Regions from separate parts of the Gasterosteus aculeatus genome. Here region 1 is linked to region 2. A link is a contact called in public Hi-C data. All regions are on one chromosome and are shown on one strand. The core of a region is the stretch at or near the end of the contact, and the rest is flanking DNA. Distances in the headings are between cores, read along the strand shown. Region 1 holds the start of fam114a1 (family with sequence similarity 114 member A1). Region 2 overlaps tbc1d1 (TBC1 (tre-2/USP6, BUB2, cdc16) domain family, member 1).

Region 1 (6,225 bases), core at 499-2,998, 42 kb before region 2:
ACACGTGCGACAGACCTCCGCATCCTCCTCTGCCTGCTCGGGCTCCAGCTCCAGGCTCACCGGTTGGTCACATACGACCACCCGACCCTGGGCAGCAGGCTCCGATTGGCCCGTCGGACCCTCCGAGGTGGGCTCTGTCCCGGTCTCCTCCGCGCTGGGCCGCGGGGGGTCCAGAGGAGGATGTAGAGGAGCTGGAGCAAAGGCTTCTGGGACATACTGACCGGGGCCAGGCTCAGTGGAAGGGGGGAGGTCAGCGATGGGGTCTGCGTCGGCCTGGGACATGGTGATCTGGAAGAGAAGACATCTTTGATTTTAGTTCTTTATTCATGTGTAACCTGCAACCAAACAGTGCCTACGTGTACACATCGTATCCATACAACAGAATGCAAATCGGTGCTGCAACTGATTGTCACATTCGCCACGGATCAATCTGTACAATTTTCTTTGTTACCTGTCACAAAAGCCCGGAGCCTCAGATGCCTGCAGGTGTGTTGTTTGTTCTACTATCACCCCCCCGGCCGGAAGAAAAACAAGAATTTCAGTTGACAGTGATTTAAAACAGGGAAAACTGACAGCTGACATTAGAGGAGGAGCGAGCACATAGACTTTTTTGCTTTTTGTGTATTGATCGACTGAGTAATTGTAGCAATTTGACGTTAATATGCTAAAACCTGATAACATACAAAAGGCCAAAAACCTCATCACATGTGCATATGACACAATCAATTCCAGAAAACCCCATAATATTAAGTGTTGCATTATTTCTGCAGAATTTGCAGCAGTATTTTAAAAGAAATGCTGTACAATCGTGCTACGTGTGAGATGTTTGAGGAGAAAATTGGACATTGATGAAGGACATTAAAGAAGCAACGCTGTGGCGCATGATTGATGGTCGCTACGTGGCTCGAGGCTTCCACCCAGCGGCCACGCGCATCACGTGCACCCACATGCCCCGTCCGCAAACACAGGCTAGAGTTAGGTTACTAGCGGGGCAAATAAATCCATGTCAAAAAACCATATATAGTTTTTTTGCACTAATTAAATATGCTATTACATCCATAAACTGTCGAGAGATGCTATGGGGATACATTGTAACTACAGTCAAATGAATAACACCCATGATGTCATCAATAGATCATATATCTTCTGCTTCTCTTAAAACCATTTGAACACAATGTTACACAATGACAACATTCAGAACAACGTACAGAAGACACTGAACAAAGACCACCGTTCTGTATGAAAGCGAACATGACAATCGGGCTATTATTTAGAGCCTCCTTGACGTGTAACAGTCACATACAAACACGTTTACAAAAGTGAAACTAATCCTTAAAACTTCAGGGCGCGTTGTCTCCTTTGGTCGGTTGTTTCGGGGTAAAGAAAGTAATGAAGCTGAAAGACGTGGTGGTGTTTCGGTGAAAGTGACAGTGCAGCTCACCCGTTCGGTGCCAGCCAGCGGCTCTCCTTCCGCCCGCCACGTCGGCAGGCCGGCGGACTACCGCGCGGAGGACTACCAACAGACAAGATAGTTCCCTGCCTCAAAACGACTTTAGTCTACTATAAGCCGGTGCCGATTTAAGACAATGTTTTACAGAACAACCACATTGTAAGCTTTGTTATTAATTGGGATTCCCACAATGCAACAGTGTTCAAAGCATTCATTGGGGTCGGGTACTGATAAAGTCGCCGACAACGGTAATTCATGCTTGTTGCTGTTGTGTTGTTGCTGTGTTGCTCATGCTAAAGCTGTCAACAAATGCGGAAGTGGAAGGAAGCGATTCCTCTCGCTTCTCATGGACGCTTATATTTGATTAGAAAAAAAGTTAAATGTTCTTTTTGTTGATACACATTGATAGTTAGATAGATGCTTTATGCTTTATCATACAATAATAACTAGAAAAAATGGCGTATTGTTAATATTAGTCCTATATATAGAAAGGAGCAGTCACCGCGGCTCGTTGGTCTAGGGGTATGATTCTCGCTTAGGGTGCGAGAGGTCCCGGGTTCAAATCCCGGACGAGCCCACGCTTTTAACATATATCACATTATAGAAATTACTAAGGCCGATTACAATTCATTTTGATTAGAATCTTACATGAATACAATCTTTTTAGCAAGGTACTGATTAAAGAGACGTGCTTGATACGCAACAAGGCTTTTCGAATTCTGAATAACAAATCAAATCATAATTTAGAAATAAGTAATCCTTTATTAGTAAATTCAGAGGATTACAGCTGCAAAGGATAAAGTTCACACACAGAGATTAATAACCCATAAATAATTGAAGACACAGCCCTTCATTCTGCAGGTATTACCAATACGTTTATTAAGTGGTATGAATATTCTTTCTTAAAATAAATGCTAAAATTTCATATAAACATGTGCAGTTATATGTTCACAGTTTAACATGTTCCCTTTGAATTGCCAACGCTTAGATTAAAAGGTTTATTGGGTTTATTATAGACAGAACATTATAGAAATGTATATCCATTATTATGAGTATCAAAATCATGCTTAATAAAAAACCTTTAATTGCCCTTTCGGTCTAATAATCAATTATAAAATATATATATATTACAACTTATATTTTCAGAAATACAAAAACAAAGTAAAAACCGCGAAGAAGATCAAGGGGCAAAATGCAAATCACTATAGCCGCTACATTCGATGTGTGTTTATGAGCGTACATGCGTGTAGAAGAAAAATGATCACATCTTCTGTATTACATGATCAGAAAGACTTAAGTTAAATATTTCCGATCAAACTGACCAGCAGGCGGATAGAATATTTGATTAGAAAATGTTTCGCTTTGGGAATGTTCTGAATGTGTATATAGGGTCTGATACTTTATATATACACACATATATATATATATATATATAAAGTGCACATTGGAGACATGTACAAAGATGCATTGAGCAGAACTATTTCCTTTTTGTGCTGTAAATGTTGGGCTCTAAAAAGGTGACAGTGTAGCAGAATATATCTAATGACCCCACCTCTTAAGAAAACTGTTCAAATCAATGTTATACATCTTTAAACATTATGTGACAAAGATAAAATGTCTCCCCTTTGCATTTCCCACAAAAAAATCATTAAACTTGATATAAGACCTATAATTGCTTCTACCCTTAAACCAACCAAGTGGTGTCTTTTCCTTGCTAATAATAATGCCCCTGTGCAGCAACGTTCACATTTCTGAATAAAAACATAAAAAAAACACTTCACTCTGACATTGAACGAGACCCAGGTCCTACGTTTCTTTTTTCAACCCAAATTCCCGAAAAAAGCACAGCGAACCGAGGCTGCTTTTATTAAGTGCACGTGTTCCCTCGTTTAAAACATTTGGCGACCTGTTTCCTTCCCAGGTGTGTGTTTTTACAAGTCCTTTTACAGGTGTGTTTTTGCAGAGGCAGATCAGGTGGGTGCAGTTTGGATGTGGTGGTCCGTGAAGGAGGAGGCGCCAGCCTTGGGCGCCATGCCACAGGTGAGGCTGAAGCGTGTATGACACGATGCACAGTAGGTGAGCTATGGTACATTCTGGAGTTTCACATTATATTGGCCTACGTAGCGAACAACCTGTGTATGGGAGCTGATGTGAGCGTGCCGTGTGAGGCAGAGACGGCGTCGGTGCAGTTGGGTTCTCCGGCCACAGGGGGGCGCTGCATCTCAGGCCGGCTGATGTGCAGCGGCCTCTCCTCTCTGTTAAAGTGTCTGAGGGGGGGGGACGATAAATCCGCAGGACTGCGCGCGACGGCCTCGGGTCAAGCGGTACAGTCCGGGGTGGTTCTGGTTCACACCAGAAGGTGGCGCTTCTTGTGTAGCGCCAGGTGGTCGGAGCGGGAGAAGCTGCGCTCGCAGTCGGGGCACTGGAACGGCTTGACCCCCGTGTGCTTCCGGAAGTGTCTCGTCAGCTCGTCCGAACGGGCGAACTTCCACGTGCAACCCTCCCACATGCACTTGTAGGGCTTCTCGCCTGCGCGTGGAGGGAGAGAGAGAGAGAGAGAGAGAAATGAGTCACGGCGACATGTGGAAAGTCGAGCGAGCGCGTAAGCGCGTGCGTGCGGCCCTCACCGGTGTGCGTCCTGCGGTGCGCCTTGAGGTGGGAGCTCTTGGTGTACACTTTGTTGCAGCCGTTGAAGTCGCAGCGGTGGATCCGTCGCTTCTTCAGCGTGTCCGGGGACTCGACGGGGGGCGGATGCTGGGCGCCCGAATGGACTATGACGGACGGGTTGTTGCACCTGAGAGGACGCGGAGAGAGGACAGCGGTTAAGTCGCGCGTCTCCCTCCGCGGTGGACCACGAGAGGGCGTCAGCCCGACAACCCAACGGCGCTCAACCCGCAACCTGATGCAACGTTCATTTGGTTGCGGCTGCTCCTGTGATGCAATAAGAGAGTCCTTCCAGTAAGGAAGTTGATCAAATAACACCCCCCCCCCCGCCCCCCTCTGCCACGCCTCTCCTATTGTCCCGTCAACCCCCATGACCTCACCGAACCTGCCAACGGTTATTTCCCCAGAATGTGACACCACGAAGTGGAGTAAAGAAGTGGATACATGTGTTATAAATGGCCTATTTAGATGGAACTTTGTGAGACTCGAGGAGATGAGGTTTCATCAACACTCCCGCTGTGTGAGAGAAAAGCTCTTCTGTGGAACTACAAATGAGCACAGCAGATATGAATGGAGGTCCTCTGGTGTTTTACGAGGGAAAAAAACAAAGACTTTTCTGTCTGGTATAATTAAACTGTGTGTGTGTGTGTGTGTGTGTGTGTGTGTGTGTGTGTGTGTGTGTGTGTGTGTGTGTGGGCGAGGAGCAGGTGTCAAGTGTTGAGATATGAATCCCTCACAGATTAGTTCAGTGTGAAAGGAATGTGCAGAAAATCCCCCTGGACACACACACACACACACACACACACACACACACACACACACAGGCTGTTGGACAACGTTGTCAACATTTCCGGTGGAATATTAACATTGTCTTTTGAGAGGAGCGGCGATGACAGACGTGGACACGCCCCTCGTTTTCTCCCCCCGAGGGACCAATTATTATTTCCCGCTCACGGTGTGATGGTTACCGCCCTGATGACTACAGCGGCGTTCCCTCACCATGACATGCACAACCCACATGCAATTATTCCTTAGAGGGAGAAAAAGCAGTTATTCTGCTGAAGGAGAACAAACCAAAAGAGATGACGACGGGAGGAGGAGGAGGAGGAGGAGGAGGAGGAAGGAGCGGCAGATGCAGTACAATGAGTGCCTTTAAAGAACTCAATACAGGAAGTGCAGAGTGATGTGGAGGTGGAGGTTACATCACAGGTGGCTGACCGGAGAGATGAGGGGGGGGGGCGCGTCCACGTGCCGCGTCGCCGTCCCCTTTTGTTTTCTCCCAAGTCGACTTCCGCTCGCCCGCATTCCCACAGAGGAAGCGAGGAGAGGAAACCAGGCCATTTAAATGGAGAGAGAGGACAGCAGGAAGTTGACAGACGGCCGGTGAGAAAGGAATCCCGACGCGTCGTGAGAATAAGTCGGGGGGAGTTCGTTGGTACCGTTTGTGCACTCGAGAAATAACCCGTCACAAATCGAAAAACGCCATTCGAGAAAAAATCCCTAAAAACTGTGCTCAAAAGTATCATGTCAGCGAACGCTTGGTGGTATTCTTACTTTACGGTTACTGGATTGAGTCACGTTCGCGAGGCGGAGGGGAAGCGCCGCAGCAGACAGACGTGTGAAAACGCGCGGCGTCGCTTTCGACATGTCTCACCCGTGCTCGTGTGGTATCCTGATGACGGACGACTTCGTCTCGTGGCCGCCGTTGAGGTCGTGCGCGAGCTCAGAGCGGGGCTCCGTTTTGATTGGCTCGTGCAGGTCGCCGCAGTGACCTGTGGGGGAATACGAATTGTCGGTCAGGATTTTTCTTCTTTTTGTTTCTATCATCTGTTATTTGTCTTTTAGAAATCATCTAAGCCTCTACGGAGGAACATTACCCAACTACCCCCCCCCTTGTGAACCACGGTTAAGAAATACAGAAGTTAGGTATAGTGACCTCTGTGAATCGCAGTGACCGGCGTCTGACCACAGAATGTGGTTCTAAACTAGACTCAACTGATATTGTGAAAAGCACTTCTGCATTTTCACAAAGAAAAAAAAAACGTTCAATTAAGCAGTTTTTTTCTTTCTCACGAAAGCTGCCAGCTCTCACACACTGATGTGTGTGTAAT
Region 2 (5,736 bases), core at 1,256-3,755:
TCATGCTCACAAAGATTACTGAGGGAATAAATAAGCGAGGGAGAAGTAGAGTCTATTGTTGAAACCAAAGGGAGTTGCCCCGTGATGGTCAGTAGAGAGAATGTTAAGATACTTCCCCATTGGCTTCATTTGGCAGAACCTACAACTGTGTTGTTTCTTTGAGGAGGACGTATTTTAGGTTTTACCCAAGCGTGTAAGTAATCTTAGTGTGAAGATCTCAACTGCAAAGCAGGTATTTCTGTTTCTCTCTGTGTGATCTAAGGAGACAAGCGGCACACTGTGGCAGTGAGCAAAATACGTGCATAACTCAGTGAGATTTAATCATGTCACATAATCATTCCATGTATCGCTCCGTGTTGGAATTTGTTCCTGAGCAGATTGAATTATGTTGAAATTGTTTGATTATCTCAATAACTTGCCATTAAAAAGCGCAAAAGTATCTGTTCCAATCACTATCAGAGAAAAATCAGAGTTTAGAAATAACTGGAAACTCAGGAGAGCCATGACATTATGTTCTTTACAAGTGTATGTAAAAGTTTGACCACAACTGTATATAAATACACTTTGCTTCCTTACAATGGAGTCACACTGAGACAAGTTGTCTTACCGCGTGAAGGAATTACGTTGCTTAAGTTATACTAATTGGGTCAACGCGCTTGTGTTTGCAAGAATCTCAATAAAAAGGTCATAATTCAATGAGTTGCAATATATCCGTGCTATATAAATACACTTTTCATAGTGCTTAACAAAAGAAAGGACATAATATACACAAAGTGGCTATAGTGGAGAAAAACACTATCTTTTTGTGTCTAAACACATAAAGTGAACCAACAGCCACAGCTTTCTCTCCAAGTGTGACCAAGACTGTGCTTTAAACAAAAGCTTTGAGTGTATTTACATGATATATGCAGCATGACCGTCTTCTTGGACAAATAGTTAAATGCTCTGTGAGGACTGATCTAAATTTGAGACAGTTAAGTGCAGAGTTGACTGGATCAGCGACTGTGTCCCTCTCACCACTGGGGTCTGTGGTCTTCTGCGGAGTGGCGACCCGAAGGAAGATCTGCTGCCTCCACGAGTGGCGGTAGCTACGGAGAGGGCTTTCCGCTACGCCGCACGCTGCACTCAGTGACGACAGAGCCACTACATCACTGAAAGACAAACACACGCCAATGGTTACATAACGTTAAGAAGTAATGCCCTTTAGTGTACACAAACATCCATGAGTAGACATGAACTCAGGCTGTGAGTGACTGAAGGAGCAGTTATGACCACGCTGGACACTGTGATGGACATGATAACTTGGTGTGTGTGTGTGTGTGTGTGTGTACCTGCTCTTTGGTACATCAGAACACTCATTCTCTTGGACAGGTGCCAGAAATGGAAATTTCAGAAAATTAGGGACAGAGGAGGAGGAGCGGAGGCGAGCACGCAGACCAACCAGAGGACTGGGACGGAGAGATGGGGGTGAATCAAAAAAGAGGCACGAAACAGAACACAGGGAAACGCACAGGTTTCCGCTCACACAAATGCATAAGTTAAACTTGAAAGCCAGCGCAGGTTTCTCACCCTCTTTTATTGAGCCGCGCTCCACTAGACGGTGAGGAAGGATGAAGAGGAGGGAGAGGAGAGGGAGATGAAGGGCAGGGAGGAACAGGAGGAAGGGCGGAGTCGGTTGGGAGATGTCTGAGATACAGTAAGAGGAAGCAAAGAGGAGAAGAGCAGAGGAAGGTCACAAAAAAGGAAGGTGACAAGAACAAAAAAAGGGCAACTATGAAGAGGAGGGAAAATGAAAGGCGGCGCTGTTTTAAGAAAGAGCTGTGAGGTTTGGTAGATCATTTTATTTTAAATATTATAATTGAAGATATTTCAAACTCTGAATGCATTTTACTCTTCCACCAGGATGAAATGAAAAGACCAGCGGGTTTGTTTCTCAGGTTCTTCTTCCTAGCTGCCTGCATCATTGTAAGAAGCGGCTCGTAGCCTCCAGCAGAGATGGGGGGGGCTACGGAGGCCTGATACGTTACGTCTTTCAGACCACACCGCCACAGATATTCCTCCACATCAGGAACATTTACTACGTTTTTCAAGGACAGAGGAATTAACGCTAATAGCTAAAACGTTAATAGCAGCACTTTTCTGACAGGAACCACTTTGAAAAGAGTGCTGCCGGCTTCACATGAAGCTCCTTATCGATGATCTACAGCAGCAGCACAAAGGGGAAACCGGTGGATGCGCCACCGAACATGCGTTTAACCACCCTGTTGTCACAGGTTCATCACCAGTTAAACACGGGGTACAAGCAACGTGCTTCAGTTGAAAAAGACACAGGTTATTAACTCAATAAACACGTTGCCACCGCAACCGCTCCTCCCTCACTATCCGAACGGCCCCTTTCACGCGTGAGACTCATTTCTACCGTATTGGATGGGATTAATGTGTGACGTGTTGTGCTCCGCGTCATCGGGAATGTAGACAATGAAACAGGAACACTGCCCTCACTTGCTCTGGTGCGGCGTGTCGGTGCTGACGGAGTAGTGCCGTACGAGCTTGGGCTTGCTGGCCGACGCGTGGTCCTGCGGCGTGCGAGTCAGCGCGTGCAGCGGCGAGTTGTCGGCAGAGGAGGGGGTGGGAGGGTGGCTGAAGGTGCTGGCCCGTCGGCGGAAGCCTGGAGGGTGAGCGTCACCGGGTTGAGAGGAAGCGGAAGGGGACGGGGGGAGAGAAGAGTCGAGGCGCTTCAGGTTCCCTGTTGAGTTGTGGTACCTAATGACAACCAGGAAAGCGAGTGAAGGTAGAAAAATGGTGCCTGAATAATCTCCATAAAAAGTTTGTAATAATATAATTATCTTACAATTAGGTCTAAATATATTCTGATATTTAAGGAACACCGCATTCCAACTGGCTAATCTTACAAGTGTCCGTTTTTGCTCTATGGCCTCTCATGCAGGGGGGGTTCAGTGCATTCGGATGTTTAATGTTGTGTAAAAGAGATATGTTTTAACCGGAAATGTTAATTTCTAGCAAAAATAACCTGTGGAGCCAACATAGGCAGAGCACGGTAGCACATCATTAACCATGCTACGCTATGCTACGCTCGCTTCTGCTTTTTTGTGTGTGTTTACCTGAGTGGGCTGGTGGGTCTTAGCTGGGAGGGGGCGGGCAAAGGGTCGTCCAGACAAGACTGGTCCTGGTTGCTGTCGAGCGCACAAACGGAAGAGGCGCCGTCTCCTCCTACACTGTTGTCCCTCTGAGCTCGGGCCTTGCTGCTTCCCTGTCAAAAACACAAACACGTCATGGTTACATACAGACCTGCACATTTATTCAAGGTCTTACTTTTCCAGTTTTACCATCAAGGGGTAAAGATGAAGAATTATGAAAAACACCTTCAAAAGCCTTTTAAAAAGAGGCCTATTCTTCTATGTTGGATCACAATAATGACAATGTACCATACAGACAAATGAACACTGGGTTACAAACATAGCAGCAAACTCATAAAGGGGGAATTACACCGGCGGAACAAATAGGTCCTCTGCTCTAAATTTCGTCGAAAAGCGACAACTTTGCAGGTGTGCACAGAACAAGAAGGAAGGTTTTACCTTCCAGATCCCCTCCAAGGACTCTGTGAGCGAGCGCTTGGCTCGGCTCTTGAACTGCTCGAGTCGCTGCCGACTGCTACTCTGCTGGGAATCCACCGGGGCCGGAGCCGCCTCCTCACACACCTACATATGCACGAGAGACGTAGAGATGGACAGCAAGACGGCGAGTGTGTAAGACCCGTTACGTTCTTTATTAAGAATAAAGTCAGGAAATGAGAGAGGAGGAGGCACAGCAGGGCATGTGTGGGAATTATTGACCTGCTTGATGTCACCAGGCAGAGCGTGCTGATGGCTCCTCTGCTTCTCCTCATACAGAACCCTCAAATAGGCCATCACCAGCTCGTTCTCTTCCTGGTCGCTCTTAGGACAAGCCCTCTGAAACACACAGAAAATGCTATTTATTTACTTTTTTGGTACTTTTTCCTAAATAAATAATTTTGTAATGAAATAAGAAGAAATAAATAAGTTTGCAAATGTTCAGGGGTTGTGAGTGTTCAATAGCCACATGACATAACAACATCGTGCTGCCTGTCATTAGTGAAGCGTGATCTTCTCTGTTCAGAGCTCTGCACTGATGTGGTGCAGCAGTTCAGCTACATCACCAGCAGGTGTCAGCGGAGTCACAGAAATATTTGAGGGGCGATCTCCTCCCAAAGCTCACCACGTCAACAATGTGCAGTAACGATGAGGGATAAAAAGATAAAGACAGTAAAGAATGTGCTTTATTGAACAGCCTCTCAGCAGAATTTTAGAGAAGCAAAAATATATAAATACATCTTACAGAAACTAAAAACTCTACTTCAGTCTAGCTTTTAATGTAGAGTTTAAATATTATATATTTTTATTTTTGCTTATTAAGTAAAATTTCATACATAGGCTTTGTACCAGAGTATTTATACAGATTTTAAACCACTTCAACTTTACATGTGAAGGAGGTCTGTGTGATTCAAACTCCCCCTTGTAACCGCATACCCCTCAAATTACATCCCAGAAAAGAGGCTGCCTTCAGGACTTCACTCGGCTCAACGGGTGCAGTCGGGACAGACAGGTTACTGAGGCCGTCACAATATCAAATTTGTGTTGTGTGATTATTGGACCAACATTATTTAAGATAAATAATATTATTGCAATTTTCAGACCATTTTTTGGCACGGATAACATAATGACAATATAATACCTCTTCTCTCATTCGGCTAAAAGCCAAAATGTTCCCACGCTAGAGCTGAAGATTGCGGCTTCGTAACCAAGTCCATTTGGACTAGTTCATCCTAATTGTCTGTAGATGTCACAGAAAATAACACTTCATAACACGGTGGCTTCACGCGTTCCCTTCACCTGTCGGTGTTCCCTCTGCGTGTGCGTGTGGAGGCGCTGCCTAAGCCCCGCCTCCAAGAATGGAAGCAAACGAGAGGGAAGCGTGATCGACTAAAATGTTGGTGACGTTCATTTACATGTAAAATGAATATCGCACCACCAAAAATGGTTGCACTCACTTTCACATAGCGTGCGGTGAGTCAATATATGGCATATCGCGACCGGCCTACACGTTACCATAGTGTTTTCAAAAACAGACGCCTGCTCCTCGTTGTCCAGGGTGGCCAGGTGTCTCTGAAGCTCCAGCTTGGTTTTAGAGGCGTGCAGACCTGAAAAAAAAGATGCAGAATTAAAAACAAGACAGAAAGAAATGTCCCTTAGTCATAATACGTGTATATTATACTGTATGTAGGGATGCAAGTTCATTGGTCACATAATTCTACAGCATAATATATGTTTATACTTTGTGGGATGCGGTCATCTACATGTGTAAAACAAAATTTGTGGCAATTAAAGAGACAAATTTGTTCATCATCGTACGATGTACTTCTATTCATCAAGTGTGAACACATTTATTTCAAAAATCTACTGAATAGATCAAATCCTGTGTTAGGTTCCGCCTTAAACCGCCCTAAATCTGATGTACACTGGGTGAACAAACTGACTTCTAATCTCCGACTTGACCGATCGACACTACTGTCGTACCTTCTATCCTCTCACACAGTCTGTGGAGCTGCTGCATGGGGCAGCTGTCACACTGCTGCCTCTGGTTCTTCATATTCTGCTGCACGGCAGCCACTGAGAACGCCTGCTTCAAAGTCAGCAT

What was found. Hi-C and Micro-C count contacts between places; a contact is called where the count stands out from the background.
Region 1: a Hi-C map of tail fin shows a contact between it and region 2, with 1.8 times the contacts expected there. The contact joins the promoter of fam114a1 here to the enhancer-like site in region 2. A contact is called at or near these places in 2 of 6 Hi-C or Micro-C datasets (tail fin and whole body).

What each region holds. Positions count from the first base shown.
Region 1 is chr9:1,837,591-1,843,815 of fGasAcu3.hap1.1, reverse strand. fam114a1 (family with sequence similarity 114 member A1) reads right to left here and starts at 1,748. Exons shown (of 14, transcript XM_078080074.1): 1 at 1,442-1,748; 2 at 452-500; 3 at 16-288. The coding sequence starts at 282. klf3 (Kruppel like factor 3 (basic)) reads right to left here. Exons shown (of 6, transcript XM_040187322.2): 4 at 5,769-5,886; 5 at 4,078-4,244; 6 at 2,304-3,979. The coding sequence ends at 3,798. trnap-agg (transfer RNA proline (anticodon AGG)) reads left to right here and starts at 1,956; the gene lies at 1,956-2,027.
Region 2 is chr9:1,796,485-1,802,220 of fGasAcu3.hap1.1, reverse strand. tbc1d1 (TBC1 (tre-2/USP6, BUB2, cdc16) domain family, member 1) reads right to left here. Exons shown (of 21, transcript XM_040187271.2): 6 at 5,616-5,736; 7 at 5,148-5,239; 8 at 3,855-3,971; 9 at 3,597-3,719; 10 at 3,123-3,271; 11 at 2,503-2,763; 12 at 1,018-1,151. Among protein-coding and RNA genes, the nearest start is that of tbc1d1, 18 kb to the right of the region's middle. Within about 2 kb of position 2,505, at least 3 of the 9 cell types and tissues checked have open chromatin away from gene starts, as enhancers often do.